Regions from separate parts of the Mus musculus genome. Here region 1 is linked to region 2. The links are chromatin contacts, called in public HiChIP or PLAC-seq maps. All regions are on one chromosome and are shown on one strand. The core of a region is the stretch at or near the end of the contact, and the rest is flanking DNA. Distances in the headings are between cores, read along the strand shown. Region 1 overlaps Pde4b (phosphodiesterase 4B, cAMP specific). Region 2 holds the start of Pde4b (phosphodiesterase 4B, cAMP specific).

The links. HiChIP or PLAC-seq counts read pairs in DNA pulled down with a chosen protein or histone mark.
Region 1: an H3K27ac HiChIP or PLAC-seq map of neural progenitor cells shows a contact between it and region 2, with 9 times the contacts expected there. The contact joins the enhancer-like site here to the promoter of Pde4b in region 2. A contact is called at or near these places in 5 of 484 Hi-C or Micro-C datasets (cerebral cortex, cortical glia, forebrain and 2 more), 4 of 115 datasets of contacts at active chromatin or transcription factors (embryonic basal ganglia, embryonic forebrain, forebrain and 1 more) and 3 of 9 other capture datasets (adipose tissue, liver and macrophages).

What each region holds. Positions count from the first base shown.
Region 1 is chr4:102,411,635-102,414,540 of GRCm38.p6, forward strand. All of the region lies in intron 1 of Pde4b (phosphodiesterase 4B, cAMP specific), which reads left to right. Among named protein-coding and RNA genes, the nearest start is that of Gm52669, 65 kb to the left of the region's middle. Within about 2 kb of position 1,642, at least 30 of the 459 cell types and tissues checked have an H3K27ac peak or open chromatin away from gene starts, as enhancers often do. A contact at or near this core is called in cerebral cortex, cortical glia, forebrain and 1 more, where this site is marked.
Region 2 is chr4:102,253,602-102,256,301 of GRCm38.p6, forward strand. Pde4b (phosphodiesterase 4B, cAMP specific) reads left to right here and starts at 1,338. Exons shown (of 15, transcript NM_019840.2): 1 at 1,338-1,855. The coding sequence starts at 1,620.

The sequences.
Region 1 (2,906 bases), core at 392-2,891, 160 kb after region 2:
TTGGGACCAACTATCTTGTCTATTCTGTTGTACCTCCTCAAACATTTCCCTCTCCTTAGCTTCAGACAGTCTGCCCCACTGATTTCTCACTAGTACCAGTGGATGCTCATCTTCCAGACATATAGGGTCCACAATTCCTTTCCTGTCTCTCTCCTCTCACATAAACTGAACTCTGGCCTTTAAGCTTGTCTGGCAGCCAGTGGCTGCCAGAATCTTATCTTCAATCTTATTCTTTCCCTTCAGCTCCAAATCTGTGACCATAGCAGCATCTTCCCTTTGTGGACCAGGACCTCAAACTCATAAGCCAGGAGCAGGACCTGAGGGGACTCTGCTGTAAAGTAGGAGTCCACTTATCACATGGGGCTCAGCTCTTACCCTCAGGCTAGGCATTTCAGTCAGTGAGTTCGCTCAGGCCTTACCTTGCACATACACCTGGAATTTGACTTCTGTTACCACGCTGCCACTGCTCACCAAGGCAAAGCACCATTAACACCTAGCTTGTCTTCAGAAATATTCACTGACTGGATGGTTCACCTTTGTCCTATCTTCTTCAGTCATTTCTCCAGAGTGATTATTTTAAAAACCAAACCATTCAATGGGCCTCATTCATGCTCTAATGAAAGATAAGGTTTGTTTTGTTTTGTTTTGTTTTCTAGAACCTATTCTTAGAATTTTGTACTTTCCTCTGTAAAATTACAAAGATGAGAAGAGAAAACATGAACTTTCAAGCTGTTTTGGTCAATCCCCTGATAAAGTGCCAAGGTTATCAGTGACTGCAAGGACCCTGCCTTGTGTCCCAAACCCTATCATACTTGCATAATGTCACCTTTGCCACCATACAGATTGCTTTAGAGACTCCTGCATACTTTGTATCTTGCCTGATACACACTTAAAATTACTTTTGGGGAACTTAGGCCCAACATCTTATTTGATTATTGCCTTCCTGAATTAGATACCTATAGTTGATTCATAGTGCTTTAGGTACTATAGCAGGTACCTATAGTACTTATAGTCGTTATCTCAGTCATTAATAACCACCACCCTTCCCCCTGGTAAGAGGTCTCACTTGCTCATCGAAACACTGCAGGTTTTTTTTTCTTTTCTTTTTATTACGTATTTTCCTCAATTACATTTTCAATGCTATCCCAAAAGTCCCCCACACCCTCACCCCCCCACTCCCCTACCCACCCATTCCCATTTTTGGCCCTGGCGTTCCCCTGTACTGGGGCATATAAAGTTTGCGTGTCCAATGGGCCTCTCTTTCCAGTGATGGCCGACTAGGCCATCTTTTGATACATATGCAGCTAGAGTCAAGAGCTCCGGGGTACTAGTTAGTTCATAATGTTGCACCTACAGGGTTGCAGATCTCTTTAGCTCCTTGGATACTTTCTCTAGCTCCTCCATTGGGGGCCCTGTGATCCATCCAATAGTTGACTGTGAGCATCCACTTCTGTGTTTGCTAGGCAACACTGCAGGTTTTAACAGGGACTTTGAAATTGCCACCTGCTGTCTAGAAGACTTGACATGCTCATTGCCAACAATGAGCAAATGAAGGCTGCCACATGGGACTTTTACAATAAAGACTAAAGCAGGGAAGAGCCCTTCCTTCTCATCATGAGGCTGAGGCACAGAGCATGACTGTGTCCCTGTGTGAAAGAGCTTGACTAACAGGCTTGCTTGACATATAGAGACTAGAGACAGCGCAGATATAGGGACCAAGAACTGTTGAATCTTTCTATTCAGTATTGCTTGAGGTTGGCACTGTGTCTACCCTTTCATTTATTACAATAGCTCCATTATAGGGCCCAATAGTTCCTCTGTTTTACTTGTGCCCATTTTAATTAGTTTCTCGGCACTCACAAATTCAAGATCTTTAAATAGTGCAGTATATTATATCCTCGCTTTACGGTTGCAAACCTCAAAGCCCAGGAAATTAAATTACCTGTTACCGATTAAGAAACTAAATGAGATTTGAATTCAGGTCTGTGTAGTTCCCTTTCTGCTCCACTGAGTTGCCATTATTTTATTTAGTACTCAGTAAGTAGAGTTAAACATATGACACAATTTACTTAGTGTCATCTTTAATGGGGACAAGCCTCTAATATATCCACAAAACTGGGAAAAGGTTCTAGCTGTCCAAGCAGCCTCACACAGGTCTCTGAACAAGTTTCTTTATTTGTAAAATGGCCAGGTTTGAGTCAATAGCCACTGATGGTCTTGTCTTTACAGGAAAGTTTTCTAACGTCAAATTGATTCTTAGTACCTCTGAAGATCCAATTATACCGACTGTGCCTCTAGGATTTATTTAAATATGAAAACAAAGCACATCAGGAGGGGGTGCCTGTGTCAGACTTCATGATGAGCCAAGTTGGCTTGTGGCCCTCCAGCAGCACGCAGAGCAGCTCTGTTTCAACTCCGGGATGTTATTGTTTCCAGATCACAGTCTCATCCTAAAGGACACACACACTGTCAGGCAGGAATTAAAAAATATTCTCAAGCAACCTTTTGGAAGATGAAAAGGTGGCTCTTTTCCCTTCTGAAATTACAGTATACTCTCCTAAGTCTTGGAAACTCATCATTCAGAGAGGTTATTATAAGTGCCTCGCTCTTGCTTTCACACTGAGTACAGAACAATTTGTACAGCAGATCAAGGCGTGAATTGATGACAGGTTTGAACCCAGAACCAGTGCCAATTAATAGCTATGGTTATGCAAATCTAAAAACCAGGACATACATGGACACGCACACACACATGCACAAGTGCACACACACATGTACATAAATTCATCCACGTAGAGTATCCCCCAACATGCATGTACACATACACACACACAGTATGGGCTTTTTCTTTCTGTTGGAATATGTTCTTAGACTGAATGCAGGAAACTATCCCTGGTGGGAGCTTT
Region 2 (2,700 bases), core at 88-2,587:
TAGTTTAAGTTCCAGTTCCTTCCCTAAGGTTTGCAGTGGGATGCCTTTCTCCTACCCAGAGGCGATGTTCTGCCGTTATTTAGCCCTCTAATCTTCAGCACATTTTTAGTGTGTGACAGACATATAGAGAGATTTATACAGCTGGACGACCCTACACATTAGTGTGAAAATGAATGTCTGATTTTCACTGAAGTCCTACTGTGCATCTTTACCTTTTCTGTCATTCTTGCTGATTAATCCTATCGTACTTTGCCACATTTATTTGAGATCAACCTGGATCCAATGACCATCACTGTGAATAAATATTTTACAACATGCAATGGACCTCATTATACTTCAGTATGCCTTTAAATATATAGAAGCTGTGCTCTCATGCCCAAGAAGAGAAAAAGAAAAAAGGAAAAAAAAAGGCAAAAAGAAAAGAAAAGCCAAGCCTAGCCAGGTTGAAGACATTCCTTGACTCCATGGCTTCTCACAAGCAATGTAGAAACCCACTCTCTGGTGCACACAGGCACAAAGATACACACCTTGTGCACCTCTCAGCACACACACAAACACATGCACAGTACCTAACTTGGGGTGCATGTTTTTTCTGGCTCTTACTTCCATTTCAGATTAGGGGTGCTTTGGCCATCAGAAGAGGCATTCAGTATCAAGTGGCTTATGTGGGCAGATTGCAAACAATGAGCCTAAAGAGAACAATGAGAGTAATGTTTATTGGAATAAAAATTAGGTTTTGAATTCCTTGGGGAAATGAACCAAAGCCAATGTTTTCCTGTTAAGTGACATTTTGTTTTTTTAACTGATGCTGCTTGGGATCTTCTAAAGAAGGAAGTGGGGTGGGGGTAGGGGGGGGGGAACTTCAGCAATTCAGCTCTTTGATTCAGAAATGGAATCTGAAAAGCTGTTTTATTGAGGCTTTTGGCAATCCCTGACTTAATCAGTTTTGACTGTGACAAAGACGATAGCCTCACGAATTTAGTGCAAATCCGAGCAGTGGAGGGTATTTTTCAGGGGGGAGATAGCCCAGTTGTTTAAAGAATCCTGGGCCAATAGCGTTTGATAGGCGGAGTTACGGCGGTGCTTTGCTGAGCAAGATAATTCTGAATGAAGACTTTAAAAGCACATGCTGGATGGGCTCTGGTTCCGCCCTTTGTGCAGACAAAAGTGACTGGGTGGCCAGGCTTTGCTTACTGTCCGAGTTAATGCAGCTTGTTTGATAAGGTTTTCTTTAAAAAAAAAAATACATATAAAGGATTTATCAAAAGCCCTCATGAATATTTCATGAGTTGATATATTCAGCTGAATGGATTCAGTGAGTCTCAGTGTGTAACTTGCAGACAAACCCCATCCACAAGGAGGCTGGTGACAGAGGAAGCACTTTGGCGCATTTTCAGAGGCAAAGGCAGCCTGATAAAGCTCCTTGTGACAGGCTGTCTTGCCAGTCTCCCAGTATGCTCCTCTTGCTCTGAAGTGCTCCAGGATTGAAACCACAGCTTCCCAAATTAGCCTGGGAAGAGTGTGCGGACCCAGCAGCCTTTTAACCCGCGTCAGTGCCTTTGCTATGTTCAAGACTGCTGTTTTGGATGGTGAATGCTAGCTAGCACTCCATACGAGACATGACAGCAAAAAATTCTCCAAAAGAATTTACTGCTTCGGAATCTGAGGTTTGCATAAAGACTTTCAAGGAGCAGATGCGCTTGGAACTTGAGCTTCCAAAGCTACCAGGAAACAGACCTACATCTCCCAAAATTTCTCCACGCAGTTCACCAAGGAATTCACCATGCTTTTTCAGAAAGTTGCTGGTGAATAAAAGCATCCGACAGCGGCGTCGCTTCACGGTGGCTCATACATGGTAAGAGTGGACTTAAAGGCATCCCAGTGCTAGGCAGATTCTTGGCTTCTCAGTAGTGATTTAGAAAGGTTGAGAATGGAATGTCTGAGTTTTGCTCGGAATGCATAGCGCAAGTCTGAGTTGAAGGGGTACAGTAGGTCAGCTAAGAATACAGAAGTGTACAGTGTGCTTAAGTATCTTTGTGCTACCTGCTGTTTCCAGATAAAATAAGCCTCTGACCGTGGAGACTCTTCGAAGTGACTGCTTATAAAAATGTCTTTTGGAAAATAGGGAATTGAGGGACCTTTTAAAAGTAAGATTTTTGTTTCATTTCTGTTCTATGATTTTAGCAGTGGGGCTTTGTTTTTGTTTTGTTTTTGTGGTACAAGAATAGGTATTTTCATCTCAATTCTAATCTATTCCTTAAGATAACTTATAAAAGCCTCAATAAATGTGTTGTCTCATCATGACTATGGGGCATAACCAGAGTGAGCTTTCTCCTTACAAACTTTTATCTTTACATTACTTAAAGGGTAGGGAAACTAAGTTCTAACTTACAAAGTGTCACTGACAATCAGTTGTATTATGATTCCAAAAATTTTGTATCTTTTAGGTATGCCAAGTATAAGAGGTTAGTGTCTCTGTAGAAGCTGAGTTGAACTCCCTACCTCCAGCATATATTTTATTTACACTGGATGTAAAAACAGGAGGCTGGCCTCCTTAAAGCAGTGCAGTGAAGAAGCACAAGGAGAGAACCCCAACATTAAGTTACTTTGACCTGAAAAGCCTGGGCCACCTCAGGTTTCTTTGAAGGGATGTGTCTTTCAAATTAAGATAACCTTCCAAATTGGTATTTGCAGCTCAGT